3 separate regions of the Mus musculus genome follow, and regions 1 and 2 are each linked to region 3. Evidence: chromatin contacts called from public HiChIP or PLAC-seq and Micro-C data. All regions are on one chromosome and are shown on one strand. Each heading gives the region's core, a stretch centred on a gene start, on an enhancer-like site or on the middle of the called end of the contact. The rest is flanking DNA. Distances are from core to core; before and after follow the strand shown.

The links. A called contact is a pair of places that touch in the nucleus more often than the background predicts. HiChIP or PLAC-seq counts read pairs in DNA pulled down with a chosen protein or histone mark.
Region 1: a contact with region 3 is called in a Micro-C map of the HL-1 cell line, with 3 times the contacts expected there. The contact joins two enhancer-like sites. A contact is called at or near these places in 20 of 484 Hi-C or Micro-C datasets (the AML12 cell line, the G1E-ER4 cell line, the HL-1 cell line and 12 more) and 2 of 115 datasets of contacts at active chromatin or transcription factors (bone marrow-derived dendritic cells and pancreatic cancer cells).
Region 2: an H3K27ac HiChIP or PLAC-seq map of extraembryonic endoderm stem cells shows a contact between it and region 3, with 4 times the contacts expected there. The contact joins two enhancer-like sites. A contact is called at or near these places in 4 of 484 Hi-C or Micro-C datasets (the G1E-ER4 cell line, cerebral cortex, extraembryonic endoderm stem cells and 1 more) and 3 of 115 datasets of contacts at active chromatin or transcription factors (extraembryonic endoderm stem cells, neural progenitor cells and pancreatic cancer cells).

What each region holds. Positions count from the first base shown.
Region 1 is chr13:31,333,017-31,336,360 of GRCm38.p6, reverse strand. All of the region lies in intron 9 of G630018N14Rik (a long non-coding RNA gene), which reads left to right. Among named protein-coding and RNA genes, the nearest start is that of G630018N14Rik, 74 kb to the left of the region's middle. Within about 2 kb of position 1,265, at least 6 of the 459 cell types and tissues checked have an H3K27ac peak or open chromatin away from gene starts, as enhancers often do. A contact at or near this core is called in the HL-1 cell line, where this site is marked.
Region 2 is chr13:31,315,828-31,319,048 of GRCm38.p6, reverse strand. No RefSeq gene overlaps it. Among named protein-coding and RNA genes, the nearest start is that of 4930401O12Rik, 76 kb to the right of the region's middle. Within about 2 kb of position 1,803, at least 5 of the 459 cell types and tissues checked have an H3K27ac peak or open chromatin away from gene starts, as enhancers often do. A contact at or near this core is called in extraembryonic endoderm stem cells, where this site is marked.
Region 3 is chr13:31,206,354-31,209,538 of GRCm38.p6, reverse strand. No RefSeq gene overlaps it. Among named protein-coding and RNA genes, the nearest start is that of 4930401O12Rik, 33 kb to the left of the region's middle. Within about 2 kb of position 1,633, at least 23 of the 459 cell types and tissues checked have an H3K27ac peak or open chromatin away from gene starts, as enhancers often do. A contact at or near this core is called in the HL-1 cell line and extraembryonic endoderm stem cells, where this site is marked.

The DNA of each region.
Region 1 (3,344 bases), core at 16-2,515, 130 kb before region 3:
ACAAATCCAAACTCCAGCCTTCTCAACTATAGAAGAACAAGAGAAAACAGAATCTTTTCATCTGTGGAGAATCCACCCAAGCTCACAAGTATATCTTTAAAGTGTTTCACAAATTGACAAATAGATTACCTTTACCTGAATCAGAGATGATGGAAAAAGGAGAGAGCTGATGAATCCTAACTCCCAGTGGTTATCTGACCAGATGCTGCCTTTGGCAGAGAAGGAATTTGATAGCCACACCATGTTTACATCACCTTTGCCATTTTATATCATCATGAGTCTGGGAGCTGAATGGTCCTGAAGGCTCACATCATCTTTCTCCATGCTCTGGGCACACACCTTTTCTTCCTAGTGTTGACAGGAGTGCACCAGGAAGGCACTCAGTTGCACAGCTGCCTTGGGAAAGTGCTAAAGAGGGGACTCACAGGCTTTGGGAACAGAAGGGTGGATTTAAACAAATTAACCAACATTCACACGCCTCATCTATAGGGTACCTGCCAAGACAAATTCAATGCTTGTCTTGGACAGAGTTTGTTTGGTTTTCAGGGTTAAACTCCACCAGCCCACAGTAAAAGGAAGTGTTCCTAGAGATACTCAGGGAAGCTGTGGTCCAGGGGCTGGGACAAGAGCAGGAGGAAGGAGACATGCTGGAAGTAGCTGATTCCCTCCACCCCAAATCCAAGTCCCTCATCTCTGGCTTCACACTGGCCGCGGTCCATTTTGTGGCATTCCTTTGTAGACCGTATTCTTAGTCCTTTGGTTCCTATAATGGAGCACCTGAGAGACTGAGTAATTCTCAAGAAAAATGAGTTGGTTTTGGCTTTAGGTTCTGGAAGTTGGAAGGTCCAAGAACAGCCAAAATGTGCTAGCGTCTGCTTGGTCTCTGGTAAGGGTTTCATTCTACATCCATTGAGGCAGAAGAACAGAGAAAACAAAAAGGCACAGAAATCACAAAATATAGAGGTGAACTTGCTTCAACACACACACACACCTGGTGCGGGGAGAGGGATGGGGAGAGGGAGGGGGAGGGAAGGAAGGAAGGAAGGAAGGAAGGAAGGAAGGAAGGAAGGAGCAAAGAGGAGAGGGGAGACCTAAATGCAGTTCTTGGATGTTCAGCTCTTATGGCCCACTCTAATAGCAGCCAGAGGTCAGAGGTCAGCATGCGAGTCATATTTACTCACAGCTCCTTGCTTATGTAGTGACTTGCCCCAATCTATGCATTCTCAGCAAAGCGTCTCATTTCTACACCCTCTGTATGTTTGCTATCTATTCTGTTGAGTCATCCTGAATTGCAGAGCTGAGGACACTCCTTCTGTCCAGGGTTCTTCATAGACATCTCATCTTGTGCCTATTGATGTGTGTGCACCAGGAAGCCAGTTGGTCAGATATCAGTCTTAGGAAATGGCTAAAAAAGATATTCTTATTATTTCTTTGTGAATCAAAGGGTATATTTAAGTAAATTAACCAACGTTCATGTTCTTTATCTTGAGGTCACATACACTGAAGATCTTTCATAAGTGTTAGCTAGCTGGCCCCTTGACAGGACTGAAAAAGTGAATATTTGTTTGTAGTGACCAAGAAATTCCAAGCTTCAGGTTCCTAGAATGGAGCATGTTCTCTTGAGCCACGGTCCAGTATTGACTACAGTCATGCAGTCAGGTAGGAGGCTGTGGTTAACTAGATCGTGAGGACCATACCCGACATTATCAAAATCTCAGAAGAGGGGTGTGTCCCTTAAAGATCCTGTGCTGTGATTTTATTTAGTCTAGAAGTCTGGGGTTCCCGGAGTCCATGAGGTGAATTTAAATGACTTCAATCACCCCAGACTCAGTTCATGTGTGGCTCTATTTGCAGAAAGAGATCTTACTGTAAACAGGTATGTAACAAGGGTGTCATGTTATGTTTCTGTGAGCACATATACAGGCTCATTTATGTGTATGTAACACAAGATCAGGAATTCTAAGAAGCAGGTAACCAGCCTCATCAAACACCAGTGGGAGAACCTAGAGAATGAGAACTGAGCACCGACTAACATACCTGGTCAGCCACTGCCACTGTACCAGCAACTTAAGACCAGTTCAATGTAGCAGATGGCAAGGGTACCAGGCAACATCGTTGCCAAAAGACAAGGGAGGATAAAGGGTGGGCCGTTGGGGCAGGTACCTTTTTGAAAAAATAATTTTTATAGTTTTCACTATTACATGCCAACAGAAAAAAAAATGTTGCCAAAGTGAGAGAAATTAACATGTTGCCTAAGAACACCTAAACTCATATACAATATGATCTTTTTAGGGGAAAATGGTGGGTTCTTGAGACAATGGCTCTATGGGGCATGGTTCTTGACTTACGACCACAACAGTCATGTGGAGTATTCATACCTATGCCCAGAGGGATGTGCTGAGACGTTTATGTGAAAAGGGACAAGTTCATAGGCATTGCTTGTTAGTGGATAACAGCTAAGTTGGGCACGGCATAGGTGGAGTGAGCCCACCTGAGCATGGGCATAGGCTTGGAGGTAAAGGAAGACATATAAGAAGTGACACAGTGGGGGCTTCAGATTGACTTTTGAAAGGATGTAGAGGAGCCTGAGTGGGGCATGGTATTGGATAAAGGAGCAGAGACGGTACCAGGAACCTTACCCTAGATGGAGGAGCCACATGTCTCTGTCTCAGGAAGATGTCAAGTGAGAAGCTAGCAGTATGAAAATACTAAATGAAAAACTCCAGAAATAAACTGTAGGGTGGAGGGTGGGGGATGGGGGTGGTACGGTCCTCACCAGACATACACACACCCATAGCATGGAGGACAAAAGCCAGTTTGCTGGAGCAAATTCTGTCCTTCCTCCACGGGGACTCAAGGGATTGAATTCAGCTTCTCAAACTTGGAGACAAGCATCTGTACCCACTGAGCCATCCTACCAGCCCTCCTTCCAAGGTCTTTTCATTCATAGACCTCTGACTGTGGACCAGCTTTGGTTTTGCATGAGGATGCTGTGCCATGGAGTGGTTGTTTCTTTAGGTTAAGGAGGCCCAAGAAAACAGAAATCTCCTCTTACAATCAACCTCCTAATTGGATAGTTATGGCCTAGCTTTATTTAAGTATTTCCTCCTGTCTAGTGTGAGCACACCATTGGTGGCTTCAGCAAGGAAAGTTGTGGTGTGTGTGTATGTGTGTGTATGTGTGTGTGTGTTGGGGAGATGGGGCTGCACTGATATGGACAACAAGTTCCGTTCTGTGATATGGAGCCTCATAAGTCAGGATGGGAAATGCCTGAAGACCCTCCCACACCCCCACTGAACACCTCAGGAATTTCCATCCAGGTTTGACAGAGATGAGGCACAGAT
Region 2 (3,221 bases), core at 554-3,053, 110 kb before region 3:
ACAGATGTGCTGGCAAGTAAGTGCAAGCAGGCAAAGAAGAAGGAAGCCTTCTTTTTTCTATTGCCCAGCAGAAGGTATGGCCCAGATTGTGTACCACTATGCCTGGACTTAAACTGTTCTTTACTTGGAAGTTGTTCTGTCCCAGCCTGGCTTTGAACTCAGAGATCTGCTTGCCTCCATCTTCTGGGATTAAAGGCCTGTACCACCTTGCCTGGGCCTAAACTTTTCATGGATCACAGGTGTGCCCTCCATTTCTGGATTGTAATTCATTCCAGCTGTAGTCAAGTTGTGAACCAGAATCACAAATGGGTTCTGTGGAGACAGTGGACCACTGCTGAATATGTTGTATTGGTATCTGTGTCTGTCAACAGCTGTGTTTTTATATCAATGGCAATGGCTATGATGATGGCTGTATCTATGTCTATACCCGTGTTTATGTCTATGTCTATGGTGTATCTTCTGGTTACTTCTGTGCTTATGGCTACTGTGGTGACTATGTTCATGTCTATGGCTGTGGGGAATTCATACCTATGGTAGTGACTGCATCAGTGGCTATTGCTATGTTGATGGTTGTGTTTATAGACAATACATGGCTAGACAGAGGCTACATCAATGCTAAGGGCTCGCTCTATTTACCTCCATCTTCCTGTAAAACTTCAGTAGAATTCCAGCAGCTATGAAAGTAAGTTAGAAAGCAGAAGTAGCAAAGGCACTGTGAAAGAAGTCTAGAGGAAACCTTGATGTTATGTCATAGACTTCAAAAATCTTAGAACCCAAGAAGATACATTTCACAGTAGCATGAAGAAAGAAGCCGGATTCAGCCTGAGCAGTAGCACTTACCACCACTGAGCGCTTGCACCATCTCATCAGCTGCACAGGGAGGATGCAGGCTGGAGGGTTTCTGGAAATAACTTCACCCTTAGGGAGGACAGGCAGTGAAGCCCATTGGGCTTCAATGTCCAGCCTTGTAGAAAGGGGGGCTGGAGACTGAAGATGAGTTAACTGTTTATGACTTGAAATCCAAAGCTCAGTGGCCAAGGGTGTATGGGAGAAGAGGGTGTGGCTGACATAAAGGACCAGTGAGTGCACAGGTCCTTCTACTCAGGAGGCCTGGTAGCTACTGAACTATTGGTGTAAACACTACTGGCTCACCTGTCAGTGTTGCCTCCCCACCCCCACCCCCACCCCCACTCCCACCCCCATAGTGGACTCTGCTGAAGTGTTGCTTTCCAAAACTCTTATAACCCAGGCCTTGTTATGGCTGAATTGTGTCCCTACCAAAAAATTCATGTTGAATGCATTACCTTCGGTACCTAAGAATGTGACTATGTTAGATATTGTTGTCCTCAAGGGGTTATTACACTAAAGTGGGTTCACTTAGGTATGTGTTCATCTAATATCAATGATATCCTTGGAAGATGATGTTAGGATATGGCACAGGACTGACATAAGGCCGGGTGGGAACCAGGGAGATGCCACTTGCAAGGCAAGGAGAGAGACTCCATGTCTTAGCCTCTGACTTCCACCCTCCAGCACTGAGGAAAGACATGCTTGTTGTTTAAGCCACCCTTTCTTAAGCCTGAGCCAGATGTGGGTAAGAAGAGGGAGGATGTCAGGGACCTCTTCCACAACAGCTAGGAACGGTCAAGAGATACTAAGAGCAGACATTCTGCAGAGAGAGTAAAGTCCATAGAGCTCAGTTATCAGTCAAGGAGTCACTTATCAAGAGACACGGTCTAGGAAAGCAATCATTAGCTCTGAGCATCACGAGGAACACAAGCACACACCCAGGAGGCTTAGCCTACCACGTACCTAAGCCGTTTAGCACAGCTGTGGTCATGTGAGGCTCTGTGTGTAACTATGGTCAGTGTGAGCCCCGGAGAGCCCACGGAATGCAAAAACCCTGAAAATGCAAACAACGGAGGCATCCTCCCCTTGGAACAGCATTCCTGCAGGCCAAGCCTTGCACACATTTCATTTTCTCCTTCCCGTCCTCTAAATTTATGCAGTTATAGAGTTCCAGCTTGGCTTCTTTACAGTTCCCTGCATGCTTGTTCCTTCCTCTGCCCGCCCGTGTCCACCTTGCCTGTTTAGCCCAAAGAGATGCTTCCCTGTGCCTTTCTGGATCCTTCTCTTAGGTTCTACTCCTAGAATCCCTCCTCTATGATGCCTCTAAGAGCCAACACACCTCATCTGTCTTGTTCCTATGAAGAATCTTCCATAGTCTCTCCATATTTTGGCTCTGGCATCTTAGTTCTCTCTGTCACTCAGGACTAGCATGGCAAACCAATGGATATCAGGGTCACTTGTAAGAGCATGGGTAAAGCACAGGAGAACCTTGAGCAGCTTTATCACCAAAAGGTCTCCCCAGCACGAGTGGTTACTTGTGAAACTCTGGAGCTCCTTGTACAACTTGTAGGCAGTTACATCGAAGAGACCTCCTTCTCCTAGAAAGTACTCACTAATCATGTAACCTGGGAACATGGTCTGATGAGTCCTGTAATTTTCATGAGCTTCCTGAGTCTCAGGAGTGCCCTTGGTCCCTCCAGAAGGGAATGAAGAACTAGAAAGACAACCTCCTTTATTGGTGATTTTTACTCAATCCTGGCTGCATATAATGCTTACATGAAGAACATTAAAACAGATAGAGCCATTGCCTCTGCAGTCTGCACAGCCTTATTTATAATAACCAGAAGCTAGAAAGAACCCAGATGTCCCTCAACAGAGGAATGGATACAGAAAATGTGGTACATTTACACAATGGAGTACTACTCAGCTATTAAAAACAATGAATTTCTGAAATCTTGGACAAATGTATGTATCTGGAGGATATCATCCTTAGTGAGGTAACCCAATCACAAAAGAAGTCATTAGATATGTACTCACTGATAAGTGGATATTGGCCCAGAAATTTAGACTACCCAAGATACAATTTGCAAAACACAAGAAAATCAAGAAGAGGAAAGACCAACAGGTGGATACTTCATTCCTCCTTAGAATAGGGAACAAAATACCCATGAAAGAAGTTACAGAGACAAAGTTTGGAGCTAAGATGAAAGGATGGACTATCCAGAGACTACCTGGGGATCCATCCCATAATCAGCCACCAAACCCAGACACTATTGCATATGCCAGCAAGATTTTGCTAAAAGGACCCTGGTATAGCTGTCTCATTTGAGGTTATGCCAGTGCCTGACAAATACAGAAGTGGATGCTCACAG
Region 3 (3,185 bases), core at 384-2,883:
AAGGCTCTATGAAGGGCATCTATGTTTATAAAGCTCCAGCTCTGGTGGGCACCAGGATTGTTCACTACATAGTGGTAAGGAAGGCAGTGGCAGTCAGCAGCTTTACTCTTCAGTGAACACTTATGCTTTTACTTATAATGAATTCTACTGGACAGGTCTATGACTAGGCACAATACTATTGCAACCAGCAATGCAGACTCTGGCTTTGTTTAGAGTAGCCTGTGTGATAAGAGCTGTTGTGGAGCCAAAGGAGCCACGGCCATTGATAAGCTGGTGAAAGGGCTTTGATTCATTCAGAGCTGTAGATCCAGAGGCTGACAATGCTCCCATCCTCCCATATCCCTGAAGCTACTATGTGGCTTCCTGATTGTGTGGCTTCCTAAGGTTTCACTGTTGAAAGTTTCCAGAGTCTGGCCTAGGAAAAGCACAGACGAAGTGGACCCGTGGGTCCAAGATTGTCCAGATGGAAATGCAGGAAGCCATACAAGAGTCTGATGGTGGGGGAAAGTCATGGCATTGAGCATCAGGACCAATATTCTGGCTTTGGGATCTACAGCCTAGTTGTGAGGTTTCAGGTGACTTAGTTTGTTTTCTCAAACTGTATCTGTTTCCCAAGTATCTATGTGCTCTTACTTAGGAAGCTAGATGGTCCCTCTGGTCCTAGGAGGAGCCTCGGTGGGGAACAGGAACCAGGCCACTACTCTCAGTAAAGCTCTGCAGTAACAGAGAACACAGCGATAACAGAAGCTGGGAGAATAAGAAAACATGTAGAAACTGTCCTGGGGTTTTTCCAGTACATTCATCAGCTAAAAAAATAAAAATAAAAAATAGATTTAATCTTTCCTAATTAGAGTAAATATTTGAATCAGAGTGGACAGAAGGGTCCCACGCATAGAAAGGAGTTTACGCAGTTCCCAACTCATGCAAACATTCCATGAGCTATTGAATATACTTACTGAAGAACAGGTCTATGAAGTGAGAGCCTATTACAACTTTTTTTTTCCATAAGGAAAACTTGTAGTGAGTCCTAGAGTGGCCCGCACTTGGGTTCTACTTTGAAGCCCCAGCTTAGTCCTTGCCTGTCTGAGTGACATGAAATTAGATGCTAAAAAATTGAATTATTATTTATTGGTTCACATGTTTCCTTCTCACCTATGTTTCAACCCAGAGGATACTTGTTTATATTTCTGTTCCCCGGTTATGATACACATTCCAATCAGGCGTTCAGGAAATGTTTTACAAATAAAATATCTAAGGGGAGGGGGTAAACCAAAGTTTCATGAGCTTAGTGAATTAAAGAGGTTGGGGTAGCTTATAACATGGAGGTGACAACTCTGCAGTCTGAAACACATTAAAAGTAAGAGTCTTAAAAATCACCCCATTTCCAGCAAGACAGGCTCTGAGATAGTAGAGCCTGCTTCTTCCCTTTAGGTCCCCAGTGAGGCTCTGTGATATCAGAGATAACTACGTCAGAGCAGTCTGGAAGAAAGGGAAAATAACAACTTGGCATGCAGAAACCGCCTGGTTTTTTTCCAACTCGTTCATCAGTAAAAATCTCTCCCCATTCCTAGGCTGGAGTAAAGTGATGAAACCAAGTCTTAAGTCACCCAGGTCTCTCTCTGTTCCTGGAGAGAAGCCAGAGGAGGGAGCAGCAGCCAGAGCTCAAGACACTGCTGTCCTCTTGTGGCCTGCCAGATGCTGTGCTCTCAAATCCACTCAAGAAACCAGAAGCCGCCGGCCTCCCTGGAGCCCAGAAAGCTGCCTTAGAAATGGGGCTTCAAAAAAAAAAAAGAAAAAGAAAAAGAAATGGGGCTTCTTTTCCCAAAGGGCTGAGAGTGAAGAATATCTATGCATGGAACACTGCCCAGCAGGTATTTCTTGCCCAGACTGGGCACGGGTGGATGGAAAGAACCGTTCCTGAGAAGGAAGGCGGCTGCATCTTTGAGTGGAATTTCCCCACCTCTTAGTGCTAGTAGAACTAGCACTAAGTTCAGTCCTTTTGCACAGCACAGTGTATACTGGTGTATTCACTAGGGAGTAATGGGCATTGTTGGTCAGTGAACAAGCTAGAGAAAATAGTGTGTCTCACCTTAACATCTCATGGAATAGAAACAAGTAGCTGAACCAGTCTAGATCCAAACTTCCTTCTTCTAAACTCAGAACTACAGAGCAGCTAATAGTCTACCCTGTCTGACTGTGAGTCCCTTATACTGAGTTTAATAAAGATGTACTTATTTTGTCATGCATTCACTTAACAAACAGCATCAAGTACCAATCATATGCAGGTTGCCTCAGGGACTCATCATATAGGACCACCCTGCACTCTTAGAGTTAGGGCTTGTGTTGTTAGATATCAGAGTTGGGACCCATCTTTCAATATGAAATTCATTCATGTGTCACAGCCCGAGGTAATTTATATAACATTTCCAATGTGCCCGTGTCTGACAGTCATCTATCACTTGAGGTAAAGTATGGAATTTTCCATTTGTGTCATCTTAGTGATGCTAATTTCTAGTTTCAAAAACTCCAGTTGGGGAGTTTCTTGTAATGAGTGCTGCGCACAGAGCAAGCTAAATGTTCTGCATTTTCTAATCCAGGGAGCAAGCTTACTTGCCTAACTCTGGGTCTAACAGCAAAGTCTTTTGTGCCACAGAGAACTCCTTGCTTCAAGGTCCTGTCTGCCTGGCAAGCAGCTCATGAAGGATAGATCCAACAAACACGCTGATGCTCTCCATGCCATAAGAACCCCATTTGAAGACTCCACAAGAATATGTAAAAAGTAGAATCAGTAGGAGAAATACATGAGATTTTCAAAGAACTGTAAGAATATCCAGAAAGATCATAGATACAATCATATGTTTGTATAGACCAGAGGCCTGGACCCCACCCCTAGGGTAGCACAGGGAACTGCAGGTGTTCCCTACCCACCAGTCGCTGCCCATCAGGGAGACACTCCCATGAACCTAAAGTTAGGGGACAATCTATTTGAAAGGCACCATTCAAAGGCAGCGCTGTGTGATGTCCTGAAGGAAGTCACTGGGTACAGAAAAGGTGACTCACGGGCAGATCTGAGAGGCCTATGGGTTATTTTGTCTACACCGAGGGAAGGTTACAATAAGCTGATGTCATTGTGACGGGCATAGTCTGTTTCCTTCTGAAAGAATTCATTTCCAGCAGCAGGGGGT